Linked DNA regions of Mus musculus: region 2 is linked to region 1. The links are chromatin contacts, called in public Hi-C maps. All regions are on one chromosome and are shown on one strand. The core of a region is the stretch at or near the end of the contact, and the rest is flanking DNA. Distances in the headings are between cores, read along the strand shown.

Region 1 (5,553 bases), core at 1,384-3,883:
GGGCCGATGGAGCTGTACACTGTGTTCTAAGATCAGAAACATGCACACAGGGGCCCAGGATGTGGAAATGGGAGGAGCAGAAGTCAGGGCACGCCCTTTGAGATGTCTGGGCAGAATTCCTAGATATTACTAGAGGGCAGAAAGAATGCAGAGGTGAGTCCATGTATGTGCTGGGTCACACAGTGGAGGACTCGCCTGAGTTGTCATGTGGCTAGATGTGGACACCCAGAGGCTTAAAATGTACGTGGAATCCCTCCCTGCATCTTCCGGCAGTTGGTCCTCTCTTACTGTAGTGCCCTGACTCATCACCACAGTCTCAGTTGACCCACTACTGGGCACAGTGCCCACCTCACTCTAGCCTCAGGTGCCACTAGGGTTCCACTCCTAAAATGATCTCTCTCATGCCTCTTGCTCCCGGGCCATGCCGATCGTCTAGGGCATTCAGGAGGAATTTGCATGACCATATAGGGCAGCCACTACATGTCTCTAATCACCTAGAGGAGACCCGAGCAGTGCAGGAAGCCCCCTCAACTGTCTGTGGCACTCGGGGGAGGGTTTCATTTACACAGAAGGAGCAAAAGGACAAAGGTGTCCACAGTCCTTCCCTTCCTGGGATTTGTTTGTCCAGGCTCACTCTGTACTCAGTGGTTAACTCATTTCCAAGGGTGTGTGGAGGAAGGCAATGTGCAGGCTTCCTGCTAGGATAGTGACTCTCAACCCGTGGATCACAACCCCTTTGGCAAACCTCTATCTCCAAAAAGATTTACACTATGATTCGTAACAGTAGCAAAATTACAGTTGTGAAAGAGCAGTGAAAACCATTTTATGGTTGGGGGTCATCACAACATGAGGAACTGTATTAAAGGGTTGTAGCATTAGGAAGGTGGAGAACTGCTGTTCTAGGATGGCTACACCATCAGGGAAGGGGAGGCTGGGACAGAGGTTCGACATCATTTTATACAGGTCCCTTGACTTGAATGTGCCAGGGTAAGGTCTACATTCCAGCACTGTTTACCCCAATTTTTTCAGTCCTCATATTTGCCATGGGGTGGAGTCGAAACGTGGTGACCTTCTGAGCCAGGGCACTTCTTTAGATGCCTTCTTGGTCCCTCAGAGACCACGCACATGTCTGAGCTGGTCATCCTCAGTTTATCAACTTCCAAAATTAGTAGTCTTACCTTCCGTCATCGAGGCCACCCCTCTCTGTAAGGCCTTCTGGGATGATGACAGGTATGTCATCCTCTTGCACTGTCACCACAGTGATGCTTCTAAGAGACCTTGGCTCTGGGAGGAGAGTCCCAGGAATTGTTGCTCTAGCCTCCTGCACTGGTGGGTCTGACAGACTGATCATGTGTCCTAATCTCTCTTCAAAAAGGCATAAGATACTGTATAGTCTCTCTAAATCCTCACTAGAGCACCAGGTAGATGGCTTCTACCCCATTCCACACAGGATGGTACTGAATACTCACATCAGGCCATGCAGCTCACGGCCAAAGAACAGGATTTGGACAGCCCTCTCCAACTCTACACAAGTGTGTAGGCCGCCTCCACGTGGGACCGTTTGGAACTGAAACTGGCTCCTTTTAGCTGTTCAATGTTTATCCATTCAGCAGCTTTGTGCCTGCCCATTGCTTGGTAAAAAGAAGGGAGGGAGGGATAGAGACTTCCATTCGCTGGTGCTTGCTCTGTGCCTGACTTTTGCAGTGACATATCTGTAGGACTCCTTACTTTGCTTGGGGTGGCAGGGGGGCGGGGAGGCTCATGACTTGTTGAGAAAGACCAGTGGGGCACATGTAGGTCTTTGCAGGTCTCAGGTTCACTACAGTACCCAAAGTTACCATTCTCTATCATGCCCCCAGTCGGTATGCAGATGATTCTCTACACAGTCAACTAGGAGAGTGAGTGTCCCTGATAGTAGAAAGGCCCCTGATTCTGATAGACACTCACCTATGGGGGTCATGAATGCCATCTCAGTCTTTAAAGTCTACTCTATATGAACACAAACTATTCTGAAATAGAATGATGGTGAAGGCTCATTCCATGACTCAGTCTGATTGTTTTTAAAGGTTTGTTTTTGTTTGTTTGTCTGTTTTCATTTTTAACTAGCATATATTTATGGGTTTTATAGAAACTGGACTTATTTTTAAGCCATTCAAGAATACACAGCTTAGCTCCCACTGGCAGGATCTAGACGAGTGAGCAGGAGAGTCTATGGGTAGGGCAGCCTACTGGAGGCATTGGCATTTGCCTGCCAGATATCATGACCCCCAAGCACTTGATAGAAAACGCTCAGTGTGGGAGTCATCTATAGTGCTGAGGGCAGCCACAACAAGGCCGCTCTCATCGGAAGCCCAGTTGCCATGCTCCAGGTCCCACTTCCTGTCACAGCATCTCCATCAGATCTCTCATCACCCAGAGAACTGGTGCCCTCAGCTTTAGTTCAGACAAACCGAGCAGACAGGGAAAGGTACCTAATAACAATAGAGATAAGCAACCATGCTTAAGAGGAGTTTGAGTGGGAGGAGTTTGAGTGGGAGGAGTCTGGGCATGCAGCTGCTTCCAGGCAGAGCTGGGATGTGGAAAACAGTGCATTCGGCTGCTGTAGTTTCAGGGGATCAGCACACAAGCACAGACAAGACTGCTACACAACACGTTTTAGAATGGAGGATTGACGCTCTAAAGGTGGAATTCTAAAGGCAGTAGGGAGAGAGAGGGCTAGTAAAACTCGGCAAAGATACCCACTTTGGGCTGTTTTGTCAGCTGCGTGGGACCGACCAGCCCTCTATATAGATTCCCAGCTGGCCTCATTCTGCGTGAAAGTCAATTTAAATCAAATTAGAATATTGGAAAAGATACGGCTCTTGCACTGCCTGCCTCTTCTTGGAAGGGAGAGTGAGCAGGGATTATTAAGGATGGGCTAAATGTGAGGAGCCCACTTCCTTGCAAGGCCTCAGTTGTCACCCTGTACTGTCAGGGTGTCTGTCACACACCATGTGCAGTTCTCGTCATCGAATGGTGTGTTAGCTTTCCAATGCTATGACAAAATACTCAAGGAAATCAACTGTGAAGCAAGTTTTCTTCTGATTCACAGTTTCCATTACAGTAGCTTGAACCCATGGTTTTGGGTCTGTGCTGAGGCAGAACATCAAGGTTCGGGGTGGGTGGGAGAGGGAAGCTGTTCCTCAATGACCAACTCCCTTCCACTAAGCCCCGATTCCCAATACTACTGCTTCATAATAGCACCCATAACCTAGAGACCAGTCCTTCAACACAAGAGCCACCAGCCTCGAAAGATGACAGGTGCACCCTATTTTGCGGTTGAAAAAACTGAGGCCCAGGGGTAATTAGGTGCTCGCCTGAGGTCACGTGACCAACCCACAGACGAACCAGGTTACAGACCCATGCTTCACGGACTCTGGTCTAGTCTTCTCACGGGTCTGTGCTGCAGGCAGCCTCAGGTAACATGCATCGGGCTTAATGTCATTTGTTCAAAGTATCCAGGAAGACCAAGCTACCACTTCCTCATCTCAGTAATCACTAGGTAATTTTTTTTAATAAGGAAATAAAATGCACCCCCCCTCAAACATTCTCTGCGACTCTAAGGATAACCAGGGCTGTCAACGCCCTGACAATGCTCCTTTTCCTCTTCCCATGGTAGCTTCTGCCCATCTTTTGTTTTATACTTAGACTTTGGGGTGCAAATGACACATTGTCATAGGTCCCCATGGATGCTTTATCAAGGGAAGAGAGGCTGGCTGCCCTATAATACAGGCAAAGCAAACTCATGCTTGTGATGGCCAGTCCCCAGGGGAGGGTATGGTCCTCTATGGTGCCTGGTACAGTTAGAAAGTCGTTTTGAGGACACTTCCACTCTGGGGACATTAAGGGTACTCCTCTAAGGATGTGACTAGCTTGCCAGTGGCTCTGAGCTTCTTCCTCAAGCCTGGTTGTCATCTTGCTATGAATCCCCCAATCTCAGTAATGTCCACCCTGCTGTGCCACAGGGCATGTCTCCCCCTGCTACCTCCTTCCACTTGGCTGTGTATCAGCTAATCTCTGTTGCCTACTGCTCCCCAGAAGACCTGTTGAGATTTAGACAGGTCCCCTGCTTCTTTGTCTGTCTGTCTACAGCACAAGGGCTCTGTGGTGGCCCCTGGTTATAGCAGATGAAGCCAAGCTTTAGTGGCACCTGGAAAAGGTCACTTTACTGTGAGTATCATCCAGGCAGCACATTGGTGTCCTTGCCCACTCCTGCCACTGTAACAAAATACTTAGACCTGTATCTAAGCGGGTAGGATATAGACCTTATCTATAAGCAGCAGACACTCAAAGCAGACTTGTCACATCAAGATCAACAACCCTGCAGGCAATGTCTATAGTGAGTTTTCTCTGCTTCCGATCGAAGTCCAGGTTACTACACCCTTAGCATCGAGGAAAGGTGGAGGGAGGAAGGGCTAGGAACTCCTTTCTGTGACCTCACAAGAACATGAGGCCCTCTGGTGATGATAATGATGGTGGCTTAGTCATCTCCCAATGGCCTTATCTGTCAACACTGTCACATTGATGGTTGTTTCGATGTATGAAAATCAGAGGATACCTCCAGACCTCAGCAACACCAAGGGACTCCAGGATATTCCTTCTCTCTCTGCCTCAGTGTGTCTGTCTCTCTCCCTGCCATTGAAAATGTCCAGTTCATTTTCTTATAAGTGCAGACTTCTGCTCACAGACAAGCATGCCAACCAACACCCCACATTCTGGTTGGTTCTTCTCAAGCCTATTAAGACATCCCTTTTTATTCTTGTTGCTGTTTGGTCAGATTTTGTTGTTTTTGATGAATACAATATTGACTCAGATAGAACTATACAATGGTATAAGGTAAAGATTTGATCTATCTCTTTCACTAAACTGTTAAGTAGAGAACCAGAAGGAAGGGAAAAACAGTTCAAAGAGGGGCCCAGATGTCACACATAGCTGTATGCAATCAGAAAATAGAAATGAAGCTGATAACAGACGCAAACCCTGATTTCTCCCCCTGGGGGGGGGGTCACTTGTAATTTGGATACTTTTTTATTTCTGTGAAAAAGAGCTATGTTCATCATTATCATCATGTCTCCATGGATAACTTTAAGTTTTAAAACGTGGAATAATCATGAGAGATAATGAAAAAGAGACATCTGTATAATCGAATAACCCCAGGGAATCTGAGCAAGCTAAAGCTAGCTATCTACTTTGAGTATATGTTGTGTGTGCTTGCATGGTATGTTAATATATATTATGTATGCAGCTTTATATATGTGCATGTGTATACATGTATATTTATACATCATATGTGCTTAAATACATGTCTTCACATACATGTTTACATGTATAATATATATGCATATATGTTAACATATTTAATACATAACCATTTCAAAGTTTGACATTTTTTTTTCTTCCTTTTTTTTTTTTTGAGACAGGGTTTCTCTGTGTAGCCCTGGCTGTCCTGGAACTCACTCTGAAGACCAGGCTGGACTCAAATGCAGAAATCCGCCTGCCTCTGCCTCCCGAGTG
Region 2 (5,553 bases), core at 1,711-4,210, 44 kb before region 1:
TGAGCAAGTGCTGCAAGGAGAGCCACTTTATCCACCATGCAAGTTATTGTTATTGTTGACTCTACAAGCCAGGATCATCAGGGAAGAAGGGACCTCAACTGAGAAAATGTCTCCACCAGGTTAACCTGTAGGCAAGTCTGCAGGGACTTTTTATTATTATTATTAATCGTTATTAGTGTAGAAGGGCCCAGTCCACTGTGGGTTGTGTAAAAAGGAACCTGAGGAAGCCATGGAGAGCAAGCCATTGAGCAGCATTCTTCCATGGCCTCTGCTATGGCATCTGTGACCACAAAGCCTGAGAAGAGACTTGTCCCTGCAGGGCTAGTCCACTCTCCAGTGGGGATGACCAACTCAGTCCCAGGCTCTAACCTACCCTCCCCCTAAGTAAATCCTCACAGCATTGGCATATTTGGCCAAATTGGCGTAGGACAGGTATTTCCCCTGCCCTAAATCATCCCAGTCCCAGATACCAAAACAATGGAGACCGCCCTTAAACAGAGCCTGTCAGGACTCCGGCTTTCTAGGCCTAAGTTCTTGCTTCTGCCATGCCTAGATTTCCCTCTGGAGACCCCAAGGAAGGCTCCCACTTTCTTCTTGTTCCCAGCCCTGTTTGGTCAAGCCTGTAGTTGTCCTGCCTGTGCCCTTTTCTTGGGGTTTCCTGGAGAATAATTTTAACACCTAACCTCTTCCGTGCTGGAGAGGTGTCTACAGATCTTACATGCTTAAAACACCCCCACACAGTGATGGTACCTGGGGTGGTGGCTGAGGTTCCATCAGCACTGTGATATCAAACCACGGGAACACTGTGGACAGTGTCAGCTTTGTCTGTTTTTGAGACAAGGTGCATTGTACCCCAGGCCAGCTTCAATTTCACTATGCAGCCAAGGATAGCCTTGGACCCCTAATCCTCCTGTCTCTACCATATCCAATTTTTATGCATCACTTTTGGGGGAATTCAGGAAGCATCACCCCATAATTCTTCCCTCTCTTGTTATGCCCTAACTATACTTATTATATATCTATCTATATGTATATGTAGATATATATCTATGTGTATTATATATATGTGTGTATTATATATGTGTATATATAAATATACATATCTATCTATCTCTCCAGTAGATTATGAATTCTATGCTTACCTAGGGTGGGTGTGGCATGTATACATGCACAGAACCTCAGTAAATATTTGAACATGTGAGCAAGGATGGCTTTTTTAAGCCCATAAAGCTCAGACTTAGATGCTCTTTGCACTGGACTCTGCTGGTATGTAGAAGAACAGGACAGGGCAAGGAGCACTAGCACAGACAATATGGACCCAAGGGTGTGGAGATGGTGGGCTGGTTGCCTACCAAGGAAAGGGGCCTTGGAGCCTAGCAGACTAAATCCCAAGTGCAGTGGGTGATGGTGGCAGTTACTTGATACCTTATTTTCTCAGAGAGCAGCTGGTAACTGAGTAAAAATATATATATATATGTATGTATGTATATGTATATATACATATACACACACACATATATATACACATATGTGTATATATACATATACACACATATAATGTATATATATTTACACACACACACACACACATGGCACCCAGAGTGCTAGGGGTACAGTGCTCTTATATTAGTGTTCACTGTTATTGCCATTCAACCTTTCTCATCCTCAATTTCCTATTCAGAGTAACACACCATGGAGAGGTGCTAAATGGAAATAAAATCAAAATTGTTAAAATATTTCCCTAATAAAAATTTGTGTACTGTATTCTACTGCATCTGACTTTTATATCACCCCATTAAAGAAAATACTGCTAGTGGCCCAGTATACCAGTTTCATGATTCATAAACAGGCATGGTCTTGAGCGGCTAAGAAATCCAGCTTACAGAACACATTTTAATGGTCTTTTTCAACAAGCAGTTTTAGAGTCACAGAAAATTTGTACAGAAAAATGCAGTTTCCCAGACCCTTGTCTCTACAGCTTCCCCCACAATCAGTACCCCCTCCCTCTACTGTCAACATCCCTGTAGGAGTGAAATGCTTGTCACAGTGGAGGAAATTCCAGGAATGGAGCATCTGTCATTACCCACATGGCCAAAGTGTCCTTTAGGACCCCCTCTTGCTTTTGTGCATCCTGTGGGTTTTGACAAGTGTGAATGACATGTTTGCCACCACACAATCAAACAGAATAGCTTAACTGTCCTATTCACCCCTCTTACTGGCTCTTCCTGTTCATCTCTCCAACTGTGTGTGTGTGTGTGTGTGTGTGTGTGTGTGTGTGTGTGTGTCAGTGTGTGTGTGTATGAGAGAATCCCTAGCCTAGGATAGCTTCCACCTCTAGAGGATAACCTTGAACTTCTGACCTTGCCCTCCTTTCCTAAGTGAGGGAAAGCTTGGATCATAGACCTCACCCCCACCTCACCCCCACCCCCACATCCCAAGCCCAGTTTATGTGGTACGGGATAACAAACACAGGGCCTTATGCATGCTAGGCAAAGGACTCTACCAAACTGAGCTACATCTCGGCCCAGCTTATGTTTTTAAATCCAATTCCAGGCCATAGCTAGATCCAGGGTTGATAACCCCGATGGTCAAGAACCTGGATTTGAACCAGAGATGTTCTCTGCCTCAGGAAAGATGAGAGGGAATATAGGGGCATCCAACTGGAAGAACTGATTTCTCTCAAAGTAGAGGGGGTTATGGGCACAGGGGTCATAGGAATCCAAGGCTCTGGGAGCTAATGGTGATGATGTTGTCCTGCTGGAAGCTAGCAGCTAGGCTAGCAGGAGAACCCTGGGTGAAGTGATGGCTAAGCTTTCCTCCCTTTTCATCTTGTGACCTGAAGCAATTTCCTCTTTATTGTGAAGGCTGGGACAAGTTGTGGTACAAGGTCACACCACCACCAGCAGGGCAGTGCTTAGGAGTGTCAAGGACTTATCCAGGGCCTACCGAAGCCTAGGACAGAAGGAGTGTGCCCAAGGAGTGCGCGGCTGCCCCTTGAGGGACTTGGTAAGCAACAGAGGTTCTCTTTCCTCTCTCACCTAGCTGGGCAGGAGGGATTTGGCAGCCTGAGCCGGGCTGGCCTTAAAGCTCTGGATCTTAACCTCTGAGCCCTCAGACTCAGCGGGTGGCGCCGGTGGCAGGGCGGCGGCAGCTGTGCAGGTCTGCCCAAGGGTTAACTCATTCCTGGGCAGCTGCAGCGCGTGCGGTGCGAAATCTCACCAGAAGAGGGTACAGTAGCAAAGCGTTTGACGTCAGGCTGGAATTCCTATTGTGTTTCGGACCCGCTCCGGCAAAGCCACTCCAAGTTAGCTCTCTATACAGCCCGGATCGCGCAGCTCTCGGGCTGACCCACCTCTGCCGCTCAACCGGGGAAGGAGGACGCTGCCTACGAGAAGAACCAAGTCCTGTCCCGGACCGAGCTGAAGGAGCCCGTGGGTGAGTGTCACCGGAGGCCACCGGCCGCAGAGTCCCCCGCCAGCGCTCCTGGATGCCCGCGTGCAGCCCCGCCACTGGGTGCATGGCTCCCTTGCGGCGCGCCCCAGCCTGCCTCCGCCCGCTGTGAGTGCCTTTTCCGGCAGGTGGTTGTTGTCCCCTAGGGCCTCGCATTGGCAGCGGCTGCGGCAGGGCTCATGGAACCGGGGCTTGCAAGCGAACCCGCGGGGAGCATGGACGCATCTGCTGAGCAAAGCCTCCCGGAGCCAGGCAGCCAGGACTCCGTGGCAGGCGAAGACATTGAGATCGTGGTAAATGTGGGGGGCGTGCGGCAGGTGCTCTACGGAGACCTGCTCAGCCAGTACCCTGAGACCCGGTTGGCAGAGCTCATCAACTGTTTGGCGGGGGGCTACGACACCATCTTCTCTCTGTGCGACGATTACGATCCGGGCAAGCGCGAATTCTACTTTGACCGGGACCCAGACGCGTTCAAGTGTGTCATTGAGGTATACTATTTCGGGGAGGTCCACATGAAGAAGGGCATTTGCCCCATCTGCTTCAAGAACGAGATGGACTTCTGGAAGGTGGACCTCAAATTCCTGGATGACTGTTGCAAGAGCCATCTGAGCGAGAAGCGCGAGGAGCTGGAGGAGATCGCGCGCAGGGTGCAGCTCATCTTGGACGACCTGGGTGTTGACGCTGCTGAGGGCCGCTGGCGCCGCTGCCAGAAGTGTGTCTGGAAGTTCCTAGAGAAGCCGGAGTCTTCATGCCCTGCGCGGGTGGTGGCGGTTCTATCCTTCCTGCTCATCCTTGTCTCCTCCGTGGTCATGTGCATGGGTACCATACCCGAGCTGCAAGTGGTGGACTCCGAAGGCAACCGCGTGGAGCACCCAACGCTGGAGAACGTAGAGACGGCTTGCATCGGCTGGTTCACTCTGGAGTACCTGCTGCGCCTCTTCTCATCGCCCAACAAGCTTCACTTTGCCCTGTCCTTCATGAACATCGTGGATGTGCTGGCCATTCTCCCCTTCTATGTGAGCCTCACACTCACGCACCTGGGCGCAAGAATGATGGAGCTGACCAACGTACAGCAGGCAGTGCAGGCCCTGAGGATCATGCGCATCGCACGCATCTTCAAACTGGCCCGCCACTCCTCCGGCCTGCAGACCCTCACCTACGCCCTCAAGCGCAGTTTCAAGGAACTGGGGCTATTGCTTATGTATCTGGCCGTGGGCATCTTCGTCTTTTCCGCACTGGGCTACACCATGGAGCAGAGCCATCCTGAAACTCTGTTCAAGAGCATCCCCCAGTCCTTCTGGTGGGCTATCATCACCATGACCACAGTGGGCTATGGTGACATCTACCCCAAGACCACTCTGGGCAAGCTCAACGCAGCCATCAGCTTCTTGTGTGGGGTAATTGCCATTGCCCTGCCCATTCACCCCATCATTAACAACTTTGTCAGGTACTACAACAAACAACGTGTCCTGGAGACGGCAGCCAAGCATGAGCTGGAGCTGATGGAGCTCAACTCCAGCAGTGCAGAAGGCAAGCCCGGGGGTTCTCGCAGCGACCTGGACACCCTGCCCCCAGAGCCTGCTGCCAGGGAGGGGCCAAGCTGGGGTAGCCGGCTGAAGCTCTCACACAGCGATACCTTCATTCCCCTGCTGACAGAGGAGAAGCATCATAGGACCCGCCTACAGAGTTGCAAGTGAGAGCTGGACTCCCTGGCAGGGACGGACTGGGCTGTGGATGGACAAACCATTGGGTAGACATGTCAGTAGGCACGTCTGTGGTTTCAGAGGAGCTGCTTGTGTCTTCCAGCCCTCCCCTGAGCAGACCTTTGCCAAGACTGGGTAAGACTCCTTGGGTGCCAGCTGTCCAGGTACAGGGGACCTGGGGAGTGCAGGAGCCACAGGGCCACTTTGGGCTATCAGATGGCCTGGCATGAGCTCACATCTGCTTTTGTGTCCCCCTCAATAAAACCTCCTGTTCAGCATACCCTCCGTGCTGTGGGTTGTCTCAGGCTGGTTACCCCAAGAGTGACTACTGCACACCCTAGTGCCAGGCCAGGAAGGAGGTGTGCAGCTCCAGAGGGAGTGGGGGGTAGCTATTTTTAGT

Evidence for each region. A called contact is a pair of places that touch in the nucleus more often than the background predicts.
Region 2: a Hi-C map of cerebral cortex shows a contact between it and region 1, with 1.8 times the contacts expected there. The contact joins the promoter of Kcnf1 here to the enhancer-like site in region 1. A contact is called at or near these places in 3 of 39 promoter capture datasets (cranial neural crest, epiblast stem cells and macrophages), 2 of 484 Hi-C or Micro-C datasets (cerebral cortex and olfactory sensory neurons), 3 of 115 datasets of contacts at active chromatin or transcription factors (embryonic stem cells and forebrain) and 3 of 9 other capture datasets (embryonic stem cells, liver and pancreatic islet).

What each region holds. Positions count from the first base shown.
Region 1 is chr12:17,129,556-17,135,108 of GRCm38.p6, reverse strand. No RefSeq gene overlaps it. Among named protein-coding and RNA genes, the nearest start is that of Kcnf1, 45 kb to the left of the region's middle. Within about 2 kb of position 2,633, at least 4 of the 459 cell types and tissues checked have an H3K27ac peak or open chromatin away from gene starts, as enhancers often do. A contact at or near this core is called in cerebral cortex, where this site is marked.
Region 2 is chr12:17,174,295-17,179,847 of GRCm38.p6, reverse strand. It overlaps Kcnf1 (potassium voltage-gated channel, subfamily F, member 1), which reads left to right and starts at 2,960. Exons shown (of 1, transcript NM_201531.4): 1 at 2,960-5,553. The coding sequence starts at 3,630. The coding sequence ends at 5,147.